Regions from separate parts of the Siniperca chuatsi genome. Here region 1 is linked to region 2. Evidence: chromatin contacts called from public Hi-C data. All regions are on one chromosome and are shown on one strand. Each heading gives the region's core, a stretch centred on a gene start, on an enhancer-like site or on the middle of the called end of the contact. The rest is flanking DNA. Distances are from core to core; before and after follow the strand shown. Region 1 holds the start of LOC122880562 (protein INSYN2B). Region 2 overlaps LOC122880560 (dedicator of cytokinesis protein 2-like).

Region 1 (7,040 bases), core at 1,796-4,295, 48 kb after region 2:
CTCTGAGTATATGTACTTTGCCATGCGTAAGTGTGTGTGTATATGTTTGTAAGCTGTGATGCATAATTTAGACAGAAGCGGAAAATTAATTTAGCCAGAGATTACTTAATTCTTCATCAGACCTATGAAGTAGACTAGCCTGGACTCAATTCAAAGCGATGTCCTGTTACAATCAAAGGGCCCTCAGAGAAATATAAAATCTGTTTGGTTTTATGGTGTAAGCCTGCCTGTAACAAGAAAAGGGGGTGTAATTAAAGACAAAGACTCTGTCATTGACAAGTCCACCTGCCAGCTTAATTAATTTGCTTTGTTGTTGGCTAGAGGAATGTGTGTTAGTTGAGCAGCAGAGCAGAGAAACCAATGTAAAACTGAATATTTATGAGATTTTTGCCACCAAATATTTGATAATCAGAGATAAACACGATAAAGTGGAAAGCTAGATCCTGTAAGCCAGCAGGGGAAAAAGCCTAAGTTAGAGGAGGAGCTGCAGATGCATGACCACACACACACATCTTATCAGCGTGGCTAATAGAGTGTGATATAGTCTGGGTTTTGCATTTTTGCTTAAACTGCACTCTCCCCCTATCTCTTTTAGCCTCTCCTTCCTGTCACCTTATGTTATTATCCCTCCTTTTCAACTGTCCTCCGATTTCTCCCTTTTCTCTCTATCCTCTTCTGTCATCTCATCTTTCTCCTCTCTGCCATATGAGTCATCCTGTCCGCACGTCCCATCCAATCTCTCCATCATTAACCCCCAATCTATCTCTCCTCCTCTCATCTCTCCATCCTGTTGCCCCCTCTGCCCTCTCTCCCTCTCCCTCATCCATCTTCCTGCCCTTCTGACTTTCTAGTCCTTTTCTCTTTCACCCCATCTCATCTCCTTCTCATCACTTGTTCACAGTCTGTCTGGTTAGCAAGGCGGCTAAAGTATCAGTGACACACACGCACACACACAAGGATACATATGAAAGTGCACACGCATGTTTCTTTTGACTCTGTATTGCTGTCAATCTCGTTTAACCTTTATTTCTCTTTCTCTCCATCATCTGTCATTCTTTGGAGAAAAGAAATGTAATTAAAGTCAATGCAGTATAATGTTATAACCTATTGATTAGGTTTCCCTAGTCTGTAATTTGCATTAAACCCCTTTAAATGATCTCTTTCTGTGCAGCAGTTGTTTCCAGTATGCTGTGTGCATTAATTACCAGACATGTAAACAACTTTTAAGCACATTTTACACAAAGTTTTGGAATGTCACTAAAATAATTCAGGTTTTGGTTAGTTTCTCTCTGTTGACTTAAAACAAATATACAATGCTCCCTAAATATTGAAAAAGAAAACAGTAAAGTACCAAAAACAAAATCTAAATTGATAAAGCACGTTCATGAGAAAATTGAAGGAATCTTTAGAGATTTGATAAGTACTGAATCAAATTCCTGCCAGCAAGGATGAAAACAGAGAAATGCACTTAGCAATATTCTGATGCATCACTAATAACCACACAGCCACAACAAGCTCCTTATACACTCAAGCATTATGCCATTTTGTATCATTTATTCAACAAATGTGCTTCGATGGCTACAGGTCCAATATTTATCAATGTTTTTATGCTTTTCATGCAAACTTAACAGAATTTTGAACTTATTCTTCAACATTTCTACTGTGTTTCAAATAATGATCTGTAAAAAAACATCATTAAATAGAAAAATAGCCCAAAATGCAACTAAATAACAGAGAAAAGAGAGACTAAGAGTATTTCCTTACTCAGTTTTTGACTTCTTGGCATGTTTGTCTGTGCCAGATGCATGAACACACATGTATGTGCACAAACTGTCATTTCAAATGACCATCTTAACTGACTGGTGAGGTTATATAAATGTTAAGTGCACAGGTCACATATATCCATAATGTCTCAGTTGTAGATCTCTGCACACATTTGCTTGTTCTCTCTCTCTCTCTCTCTCTCTCTCTCTCTCTCTCTCTCTCTCTCTCTCTCACACACACACATACACAGATGTACTGGGGCAGTATTAGTATATATGAGAAAGGTTATTGCAATATAATCCCATATTAAGCTACACTAGCTTCTTCTGACGATTGGTTCAGAGGCTTTTAATAGCACACACACCCACACACACACACATACATACATAAATTGACAGAAGCCTTTTGAATCCTTGTTAAAAGCTAAAGTTGTAATTAATGTTGCATGGAAAAACAAAAAAAAGCTCTACACACATACACGGACACACAAACGCACACAGACGTAATCATATGCATCAAATCCTACTGTGACAGATGGATAGGATTACTCACCTGCCACATACACACCAACGTACACACAAACAGATATATCCGCACATACTTTTGATGCTGTGATCACACTACTTCTTTAAACAAAAATACACACTTACAGTTGCTATAAACAGCCTTCCTGAAGTAGAGATACACTTTTGTCAAACCTACTGAGTCTGTAGGAAACAAGGCATCCAACCAAAGCCAGATACTGTGTTTTTTAAAATTTGTTTTGTGGTACAGAGGTTAAACCTAAGGATTTTGTCCATTAGTCCAGTTGGCTCACTGGCGCTTGCGTCCATAGTCACCATTACCTCCTTTCAAATTCTGGCCAGTGTCTTAAATCTTGAATGAGCTGCTTTGAAAATAAAGTACTAGCCGTGGGCTACAAGACTGGAGAGATTCCTCAGAGTCATAATAGAGCATCTTTACCAGGCTTTTATGCTATCACTGGCATACACACACTTTCTGTACACACACTGGCTAATCTTTTCTAACAACTGTCTTTCATTGCTTTGTTCATTCACTTACCTTTTCTTATCCTCCTCTTTGGTCCGCATGTTTCTCCTCTCCCTCGTTCTCGGTGTCTCTCTCTCATCTCTGATAGTCCTTCAGTCCTCAGTTGCGCTTGCTGCTGACTCTTTACCGCTCTCTATCTCTCTCTCTCTCCGTCTCATTCTGTTGCTGCTGATCCTCGCATGCTCACGGAGCCCAGTGATCCTCCCTCCTCCCTTCTCTCTCTCTCTCTCTCTCTCTCTCTCTCTCTCTCTCTCTCTCTCTCTCTCTTTCTCTCTCTCGCTCTGTTTTTCTCTGATCTATCTCTAATTTTTTCTATACCCACTGCAATTCTCACTCTCACTCTTTCTCTTTAGCGATCACCTATTTCTCAAATACTATCACTCTGTTATTAATTCCATCACGTCTCTTTCACTGTTTACACATATTTCCCCATTTCTCTTTATTGGTGGCTAATCCTGTGGCATGCCCTGGTTTTTGTGTGTGTGTGTGTGTGTGTGTGTGTGCGTGTGTGTGTGCGTGTGTGTGTGTGCCTGCATTGACCCTGGCATGGTGGTAGACCCAGTGAAACTTTGGCAGCACAGAAGTGCTCCCGGGAGTCGAGCCAGGACACAACAAACACACACGCGCTCGCACACACAGAAACACACACTCTTACATCTATCAGTCACTTTATTTATATCTTTGCTTTTCTGTGTGAACACAGTCTACTATTGCCTTGCTTTCTCTCTCTGTTCTGTCGCTCCGTCTCCCCTGGTAGCTTCACCTCAGTCTCCTCTTTGAGCTGTTTTGTCGCTGTCCTCTTCTTTGCCCCACTTTAGCCTCCTCACACCATTCTCTCCTCTTCTTTTATCTTCATCTCTCACACTCACCCCTTCCCCTGTGTTTGACTGTCCCAACTCCCACCCTCCTTCTGTCTCATTCTCTTTCTGTCTCTGCTCTTATTCACACCAGCTGAGGATGATGCTGCTTTCTTTCTTGAGGCAAACAAGACAAAAAAACGAGATTAATTGAATAGAAAGTGAGATTAAACGGCATATGAGATCAGGTTGTAATTATGCTTAATTATGAGTGCTTTGTCTTTTGTGCGCGGCAGGAATTGTGTGTTTGCAAATTAATTTCCTCATTCGTCATGCATCAGGAAAGATGAGAATATTTTGCTATTCACTTTTTTTACAGGCAAGTTTAAGATTTTGATTTTGAGCTTTAAGTTAGGAATTGCGGTAGGTTTAGTTAGGTTTAATTCTATTACGGTAAGGTTTAAGTTAGCAGTTATGAAATAAATGTACACTAATGAAGCAGAAGGTCTCGCAAATATAGTAAAACTGTGTTTCTTTTGTGTGCAAGGGGTTATGTCAGTGACGTGTTTGTGTGTGTATGGACAATAAATTATTACCTGTGAGTTTGTGTATATGCGTGTGTGTGTGTGTGTGTGTTCCCTGAGTGGTCCCTTGATGCAGCATCCATGTGAATGTCCTTCCTGCCCCCTCCCTCATCTGAAAATAACTGGTGATGTATGCGCCACTGCAAAGTGGTGGACTCACCTTGCGTTGTGTTTCAATTGACCTCTGGTGAGATGAGCAAAGGGGTGGGTGGTTGGATGGGTGTGTGTGTTTGTGTGTGTTTGACCGTGTGAATTTATTTGTGCACATTACATAAGCAGCCAGGGTGCAGTGCCAAACATGCCTTCAGAAATAATACACGTGAGCCAAAAACATACAAGGTTGACAAAGCATGAGATAGTTTTGCTGAAGCTCTGAGGTCTCAATAATTAGTTTTTTGAGTGAAAAGATTACAAGAGAAGCTTGTCATTGTCTCTTCTCTTCTTCATTATTCATTATTCCTTTCCCATTGACCTCTCTCCTCTCTCTGCTTTATCTTCCTTATTTGTATCAACTGATTGTGTCTCTTTGTAGTTATTGGGAATTTGGGAGCCTGGGGACACATTGATCTGTTTTCTGAACACTGAACAGGCGTACATGTTCACATACACACTGAAATGCACACACCCATGTTACCCCTTTCTCTTTCTCTGCCTCAGGCAAACACAAACAGCCACATCACCCTGACACACACAACAACTCTAATTACTTCTCCGCACAATCCATCTCTCTCTTTCATCCCCCCTCTACTTCCCTCCTCAGCCCCCAAGTGTCGGAAAAACGTGTGCGAGTGTGTGTTTGGGTGTAATAGACGGGGGTCAGAGTCAGAGATGAGCATGTGGCTATGAAGGTGAGGAATGCTGCAGGCTTCCAGTGAGACTGTGTTTTTTAGATGTTCTATTTTGAAAAATTATGAAAAATCACAGTTGAGAGCAGCGTAATGACTTCCCACCTGGGGAGGGGGCACCACAAAAAGAGCAAGAAGAGGGTAGAGAAGAAGAAAAAAGGAAAGCACAGGCAGGATATGGACCTAAATTAAGTGTTGTGAAAGGCATCAATGAACCTGATATGGAATTATTTGAACGGATGTTTATTATCCCCCTGAGCTTTAAATTGAAAGTAATTTATTCATGTATTTGGTTCTATTTTGCTACGTGAATGACTTCCTGTCTGTCTATGTGCATGTCCTCAAATTAAACTAAATGTCTTGGATATTGGCAGTTTAATTGGTGAGAACATACATACATACATATAAGTAGACGCAAAAATCATCCATATGTACCTGGTGGATTACTTGCTCTACTGTTTCACATTATTGCAGCTGTGACTAGCATACCAGAAACATTTCTTTGTGCTCCTTTAACAGATTAAAACCGTAAGTATTTAAATTAGAGCTGTCAAAGTTAATGCTTTAATGCTCTGTCTTAATTTAAAATAAATTATATGTTAATTATATTTAATTGCATCAATCATGTTTCACTGTTTATCCCACTGGGCATCTTTTGGGGATAATGAACTTTAAACAGAGAATTCAAACTTGGTGACATAAAGTGAGTCTGCGTAACTTTTAAAAGAAGAAATAGTACATTCTTTCTCTCCCAAACAAAAACTTACATTTAATAAGTAATTAAATGCACCCTTGTTCTATTCTTTACACTCAGAGCATTTGCTGCTATAGCCTTACTTTGACCAGTAGCTTATGGTGGCAAAAGTTAGCAAACTTCAGATAGATATTGCTGCGTTAGTTAGATGACACTTCTCTGTGATATTGTTACGGTATGTTGTAGCAGGCACAGATAAACATTTCAATGATTTTATCACTATATTCATGGCTGTGCTGTGACAGTTATGTGAAGGTTTTGTTGCTGGAACGAGTGTGCTGCAATCACTGAGAATGCTCTCTGCATACCTATCGATGAAACCAGGTTGAGGGCAGAAGTAAACAAGCCGGAGCTGCAGTGGACCTGCAGTAATGGCGTGTTTAAATGCAATAACACTGTGATGTCTGTCACAAACTGGCTCAGGGAATGTAACAAGATGGGAATACACACAAGAGATTTACTTAAAACTGTTTATTAAAACTAAAGTTAACACAAATGAACAATGGGGTGTGGATCAGCAAGATCAGCAATACATGGATGTGTGGCATGTGTGCTATGGAGGTGTTGAAGATGCAAAAGAAGGTGATTCAGGGTGAACGTCAGCTGTAGGAAGGGAGATAGAGTGAACACATGGGTCAGTTTTTACAGCCTGGAAGGCCCAGGTGAACTAGATCTGCTGATGAACCTCCATGTCAGCCAATTGCCTGCTGAGGTTGGCCAGGACAGCCTCCAAGACAGTGGGAGGGATGTCACATGTATGAAAGGATTTTGCTTTTTAACTGCTTTTGCCAAGAAATATGTCCAGAAGATCCTGTAGAGCCTGTTGAAAATATGGTCATCGAAATGCCCTTGGCAAAAATCTGAAACATTTTTAAAACCCTTTTTAATTAAATTTAGTCCAGTTTTAATAGACCTCCTTTTACCTGCAAATTACCAAAACCACACTGACTGATCTATGCTGTGGTCAGCTAAGGCAAAATCCACAAGCCTCTGCTACATGAAATTAATTTCACTTTAATAAATCTCCATTGTCCTACTGTTTCTTCAGCAGCATTCCAACAACGGACAGACCAAGTGCCGCTAAAGACCGGTGTCTGCCTGTGGCGTGCCTTTGATCTCTTGCTAGCTGGGCTGGGTACTCGCTACATGTGTTTCCTGGCTGAAATTCCATACGATTTCACGTGTTTCAGATTTTTATTAAATGTATGTATTTCATCTGATTACAATGCAAGAAATCATAGATTGC
Region 2 (7,195 bases), core at 486-2,985:
CATGATGGAACACTCCCAGACTGACGACTATGACATCCTCGTGTTTGACGCCTTGGTGAGTGTATGGTGTGTGTGTGTGTGTGTGTGTGCTTTTTCAACAGATGCAGCTGATTTCTTGACATGCTCTGTCTCTTTGTGTATCGAGTCTGACATCTTTGTGTCTACCTGTCCCATCTTTTTCCAAATCAACATGTCTATCAGATGATTGTACATAGCTTCTCATCTGCCTTGTAAATGTCTACTGCTATGGAAACATATAACCCACTCTGTCTCTCTGTTTCTCCCTTCTGTCTGCCAGATATACATCATAGGTCTGATCGCTGACAGAAAGTTCCAGCACTTCAACACAGTGTTGGAGGCCTACATCAAGCAGCATTTCAGCGCTACACTGGCCTACAAGTAGGCCCACTTCCTTTCATCTCATTCTGTTATGTTTTCTACAAGTTTCCTGTCCTCATCACCATGTATGTCGCATCAGATTTTAATGAATATATGACGAACAAAGTCTCTGCACCTTTTCTCATCAGAGCACTTAATGTGAATCTGACAAAGATACATACATTTAAACTGATATTTTACACATTCTGACTGAGAAAGACAAATATAAACATTGTAGGCAAACAACAAAATATGAGAGCAAATATAATAGAGCAAAATATGATAAGAGTCACATAGATAATTCTCGCTCTTCATAAGTGCTCCAAAAAGCAAATAGTTCAGTTGCAAATCAGTATCCTGTTAATGTCTTGAGAAAGCAAAGACACTTCCTTATTGAATCTGCCACAGGAGACTTTATTATTAATTAAAGTCACTGAGCACGACTGGTTATTTAAGCTTACTTTAGGTTTGACTTTAAAGACAGTGTTAGACTTCATGTCAACAAACATACCATACTTACACTGCTGTTTTCACGAAATATATCAGCAAGTTTTGCAGTGTTCTTCTTTGAATTGCAAATTAAGGATTACATGATCTTTCATGAGGCAATTCTCCCACCTCTTGGGATTTATAAATCTTTTAAATCCCATCAGATAATCTCAGTAATGCTTTGTCATCAAGCCAAAAAACAGACTGTTTTGTGGTTCCTAGAAAGTTGGACAGAGCAGCTTAAAGTCCAGTACCAGAAATGCATACATAGCATTAGTGTGGGTTGTCTCAGTCACATTCAAATGCATAATCCTGTCAGGTATGCCATACTCCATGCCAAAGGTAAACTTGTTGTGGTAATTTAAATATCACCTGAATATCTAATGTTAAGTGACTAAATACTGCACTGTATCTAGCTGCCACTGGAGGTCAGTGTGTGTGTTGGCCTTTGGAGCACTTGATTGAACAGGATTAGAGTATGCTACTTTACTGTACACCCAGCTAGCCAGAGTTTTAACCCTGCTTCTTTGGGGAGTAGCAGCTAAAGCACTCAGGCATGCTCCCCAAACACTTCTGTCTGCTTCTTACTCTCTGATAATTCACTTCACTTAATTCAGTGGGCGCTAGAGAAAACATTTGTTTGCAGTGCCAAAGCTTCAGTTAGGAAATTAAAAACATGTCTGACTCCTTCTGCTCTTTTTACCCTGAATCTTTTCTTGCTTACCACAACTGCTTCTCCTCCTCTCATCCTCCTTTGCCCAATTCTCCCTGCCACTCTCCTCTCTTAACTGCTCTTCTTTCTTTCTGTCTGTTCTTCACTCCAAATAATCTGTCTCTTTACTATCACTCTATCCCTCTCTTGCCAGTGTGTTGGTGTTCACCCTTTTTGATAGGGTCACTGCAGTTTAACGCTTGTCAGCCCAGAGGCTGTTATGTAAAGCTCTCTAACTCCCTCTCACTACATTTTAAACTCCCTATCTCTTGCTCTTAAAAAAAGAATAAATCCTCCTGTGCTTGCTCTTAAGCCATGCACCAAAACAAAACCAGGGAAGACTGAATGGTAATAACATTGGCAATAACATAAGGCCAACCTGACGCCAGTGAGGCCAGATTAGAGATCATTTTTTAAGGGGACTTTGATAGTTTAAGAGGATTGGGTAGTTTTAAACCAGTTAGTGGGTGATCCCTGGTTGCCATTTCATGGAAATAGAGCCATCACAAAGCCAAAAGCCTTAACCCTCTTTAGGCCTACAGTATTGTTTTATGTGTTATGAATATGCTAGTATTGCATGCCACTGAGATAATACAAAGGGAGATTGGGCACATAAATGCTGGTAGGTCATAAACTTAGACTGAACTCTGTGCCCCCCACGCCGCTTTCCAACTGCTTTGACACACCGGAATATTTACGTGTGTGTCTAAATACACCTGTGGGGTGTGCATGTATTGGAGAATGATTTTTTCACCATGCATCTGAGGGCAAATAAAAATGTCTGTGAGGTGTGTGAAAGGTACATCTGTTGAGGTGTGAAATACTATTTTGCCATTTTTCCTCCTCCGCCTCCTTGCCAGTCATCTTTTCTCTCTCTCGTTCTTTCACTCTGTTGCACTCTGTCTTTCTGCTCTATGGAAGTGAAAAATGGAGTTGGTGATTAACTTTCCAACCTGTGGAACATCAGAAAAGGAATGACAATTCTGACTGAATGGTTTTGATTTGTTTCGCCCTTTTCTCTCTCTCTCTCTCTCTCTCTCTCTCTCTCTCTCTCTCTCTCTCTCTCTCTCTCTCTCTATCATATCATCCTCTCCCAGAAAGCTGATGTCGGTGTTAAAGAGGTATCTGGATGTGTCCAGCCGAGGGGAACAGTGTGAGCCAATCCTTCGAACCCTCAAAGCCCTCGAGTACATCTTCAAGTTCATCGTCCGCTCGCGCATGCTCTACTCCCAGTGAGTGTTTGTGTAACTTCTTGTGTAGTGATCATTATGATAATGACTACTAATTTCTTTTTGGACCCTTAATGATGCAAATAGAGATTCTTGAAGGCACGCACACACACAGAGCCCAGTGACACTACATTGCCAGAGTAATTGTTTTTGACAGCTCGGCGAGAAAAGGCTGCTAATGCTAATAAGCATTGATGATGAAGTGCAGCGTGCGAATGAGAGCTAATGAAAGGGCAGGGCTGCTGAATGGGCAGCCAACGAAAACACCAGACAGACAAAGTTCCTGCAGGAGAGACTTATGACACCCACTGTGCTGAGCCGAGAGCTGCACCATACGATAAGTGTAAACACCATTTATAACTGCAGCGCAAAAGTTGATGCTGACAGATCAGAAACATGATCCACAATTGTGTTATGTGCCTTGCCTATGGGTGACTTGAGTACCTGTGTGTTTGTGTGTAGGTGTGCAGGTATATAAGACACAATCATGTTCGTAATGGAGTGCTTGTTCACGTAAGAATGCAAGGTTTGTGTGTGAATTGTTATGGGTTGTGTGCCTCTGTTAGGAGCAGTGTATTAGTGTTTGTATAACTTGGGTTGGGAGGGGATCTCTGTGTGTGTGTGTGTGTGTGTGTGTGTGTGTGTGTGTGTGTGCGTGTGTGCGCGCGCACGGGTGCGTGCACACGCGTGCTGGTATGTGTTTGTCATTCGAAGTCCACTGGTCCAAGGTCTGTCTTTTTAATCTTCTAGAGGGCATCGTGGGCTTTGTTTGTTGAAATTGGTATGTTTGTTTATCGATGTGGTTGGTGTGTTTGTTTATTTATTCATAGTGTGTGCAGATTTGTGTGGTTGCATTAGTGTGGTTTCCCAAGTGTGTGTGTGTGTGTATGTGTGTTTATGTGCAAGTGTAGGCATGCACAAGCCCACACACATACATTTAAGCATACTTCTTAGTGTATGTCTTGTGTGTCGTTATCGCTCCACTGCTCCCGGATGGACTGAGCTCCACTTGCCAGCCTCCCCTGGGTATCTCTGAACCAATAAATCTCACTCTCCTTCTCTCTTTCTCTCTCTCCTGCTCTATCTGTCGCCTTCCAACTACCGGTAGCCGACAACTTCAACTCGCTCTGCATCTAAAGTTTTCACATCAAATTTCTCCTCCTATAAGGCCTTGTCATGCCAACAGAGAATCAGGTATTCAAAGGAGCCACCAGCGCTGTAGGTGCATCTGTAAGGCTCCATCATCATCACCATCAAGACTAGCAGTCATTAATAGTTAAATAGGCAGCATTGAAGATTTATTAGCTTGTCAAACCGACTTTGTGTTCATGCAAAGTCTATTAGGAGTGTGTGATTTTTACTTCAAAAATATGTAAGGCACGCTGTACCAGATTTTGCTCTTTCCTTCACCTTCTTTCTGTCCTTCACGCCCTATAGCTTTTATTACTTCCCTGTAGTCTAGTTCATCAGTTGTATCTGTTTCTTTTTCCTTCCCCTGAGCACCTGCTATGTTCTATATTTCTCCTTCTTGTTATCCTCCACTCGTCCTCTTTCTTTCCATCCCTCCCTTCATCTTTAGATCTCCCCTTCTCTCTTTTCCTCTTCCTCTTTTAATTGTTTTCCTGTGGAAGGACATAAAAAGAAGTTTTCTAATATGAAGATCTTTTCTCATTGATGCGATAAGGATCTTATCTGTTTCCTATGACATCTTATATTATGATTATGTAATCTTTTCTAGTTAGAATATCTGGGCTTTCTAATTTTGTTTTCTTGTTCTTATAATGACATCTCTCATTTTGAGATCATTTCTCATGATAGGAAGACATATATCAATATCTGGTGGTAATAATAATAATAAAATAATCTTATCTTAAAATAATGAGAAATAGTTCATAATAACATAATTTACATCACACGGAGAGCTACGATTACAGTGATGCACACTCGATTTACTCTATTCCATCCATCAGATAGAGAAATCTCAAGCTTTACAGACCAAATAATATTTTGATGAATTCCAGCTTTTTCATTATTATACTGATTGGCCTAAGGCGTCTACAGTGTTTGTTTAATTGTCTTCATGAATACACTCTTAAACCAAAGTAGGATTTAACAATACTCAAGCTAATTGTGTGACTCATTGCACCATTCTTGCATTTTTAGTATAGTTTAACTAATCTGTCTTAGATGAGCAATGCCATTTTTATTATACTTTTTTGATGCATCACAGCAATGTTGGTCACTGCACCACTTTTTCGTTCGCCCATGTGTCATGCAAAATGTCTGCATTTCAAATTTGGCCAAACCTGAGGGAACCTTGTATCTCACTGCTTAATTGCAGCATTGAACATTTTGACTGATTGCTCCATGGGGGAACTGCAATTATATATCATAACAAGGTGACATCTGTGACTGATTTGCTTAGACAGGGATTTCATAATTCATGGGGGACATGTTTAGTGTTGCCTTGTTGTTCTCCTTTTTCCTCCTCTCATCCACAGCTACATGCAGCTGAGCCATCCCCCTTCTGTATTTGCTCTCTTGCTCACTCCTCTCTTCAGATTTTTCCTCACTGTCCCTCACTCCTTTCCCTCCCCCCTGTTGATTGCCTTCCTTTCATCCCTCTCTCCTCTCCATCTGTCACCAGTATTAGTTTGCTGAGCTACTGTGACGTATTTGTGTTGTTTTGCTCATATGTGGGTATTGCGTGCCTGTGTGTGTTTGTGTGTGTGTGTGTGTAGATAAGTTGTAGCAACAGCCTATGGTCATTTTTAGTTCCACATACATCTTCTGAGTTGGATTAAAGTGGTACTCTACAGGCTGTAACATGCTATACTATACTAATGGGACACAACTATGTTAGTGAAGTGTATATGTGTGGTGTGAGCGGCTTGGTGTTATCACACCATCAGTAACCCATCTGACATCATCATTCTCACTACACACACACACACACACACACACACACACACACACACACACACACACACACACACACACATTCATGCACGGGCAGGCCTGGTGGATTAAGCAGGACAGTGTGTCTGTAATCATAACTGTACTCTGCAAAAAGCCCAGTGATAATACCTCTCTGTGTTACCACCTAATCCCTCCCCCCACATGCTAAATTTGCTGTGTGCCACACGCTAATCCTTCCCTCCAGCACTCACAACTTCTATTGTAATTAACAACTGCACAGCTCCACTGAATCACACAGAGACGGGGGAAGGAAATGGGTGGAGAGATGGATGAGAGAAAAGTTTGCTATGGGTGGAGGAAGTAGAACTGAAGGGATGGTAGAGGAATGCGTGGGTGTTTGTATGTGATGTGAATAGCAGCAACAAAGATAACCCAGTTTTTTTTGTTAAGTCATAGGAGGATTGTTGTAATCACAGCAGTCAGTGCTTATCAATGTTTAGTTTTACCTTGTCAACATAATACTGCATTGGTTTGCTGCATCACTATAATTGAATATAGTGCATTGAACCACATTATTGAAAGAAGAGGCGAGGAACTGCAGCCAATTCAGTTGAAGCCCCATTTCCATAAAAATACAAGAATTTAGGTGTAATTTCACTTGTTACTAGATTACTCTGAGTTAGAGAAAGCCAGCTCTGGCTCGATGAAGATAACTTCAAGAACATTATCATTACCAACTTGGAATCAATTTAAACTGTGAAACAAAACAACATCTGCAGAATAATTTACATCCCAGTGGAGTGGAGAAATAATAGAATGTTTAAAAGCCTGAAAATAAAATCTGTCAAGAGGTTAAAAATAGCTAGTTATGGACACAGGTTTGTTATGGAGTCACAATGACAGTGATTTCCAGGGAAAGATGTGACTAAACCAAATTATCATATCTCATTATCATGTATTATCCTATTAAATCTTCTCAGAAAACAATGTTTAACAAAATAGTTTAAGCATAACAGGGAGGAGTCAATACAAGGTTTTTCTTTATGAAATGCATTACATTTAAGTTAATAAACCTAGCTATTTAACACTCAATCATATTTCTGTTGCACAGAAAAAATATAAATAGGGCTTTCTTCTGTCTGTTTACATCCAACTTGAGCTTCTTGTCAGCTATTCTTGTTTTGACCCTTTGTCTCTTATTCTCTGTCCACGTGCCCCCACCCTCATTGATTATTCAACCCTCATCCATTGTTTTCTCTAATTTTTCAATTCATGCCTCGTCTGTTTTGCCTCGTGCATCCTTCTCTCCATCTCTCTTGGTAATCATGTCACGTCATGTTTTCTGACGTTTCTCCCCTCCTGCCCTTTTCTGTTTTTCCTGTTGCATTTCCATTAATTTCCTCTGCCTCTCCTAGGCTGTACGAGGGGAAGGAGCAGGCAGAGTTTGAGGAGTCGCTGAGGAGGCTTT

The links. Hi-C and Micro-C count contacts between places; a contact is called where the count stands out from the background.
Region 1: a Hi-C map of liver shows a contact between it and region 2, with 1.8 times the contacts expected there. The contact joins the promoter of LOC122880562 here to the enhancer-like site in region 2. A contact is called at or near these places in 2 of 3 Hi-C or Micro-C datasets (liver and skeletal muscle).

Annotation. Positions count from the first base shown.
Region 1 is chrLG8:15,522,834-15,529,873 of ASM2008510v1, forward strand. It overlaps LOC122880562 (protein INSYN2B), which reads right to left and starts at 3,046. Exons shown (of 4, transcript XM_044205823.1): 1 at 2,827-3,046. The region is part of intron 26 of LOC122880560 (dedicator of cytokinesis protein 2-like); the gene reads left to right.
Region 2 is chrLG8:15,475,731-15,482,925 of ASM2008510v1, forward strand. LOC122880560 (dedicator of cytokinesis protein 2-like) reads left to right here. Exons shown (of 51, transcript XM_044205819.1): 19 at 1-55; 20 at 299-399; 21 at 2,677-2,811; 22 at 7,143-7,195. Among protein-coding and RNA genes, the nearest start is that of LOC122880560, 28 kb to the left of the region's middle. Within about 2 kb of position 1,736, the one cell type or tissue checked has an H3K27ac peak away from gene starts, as active enhancers do. A contact at or near this core is called in liver, where this site is marked.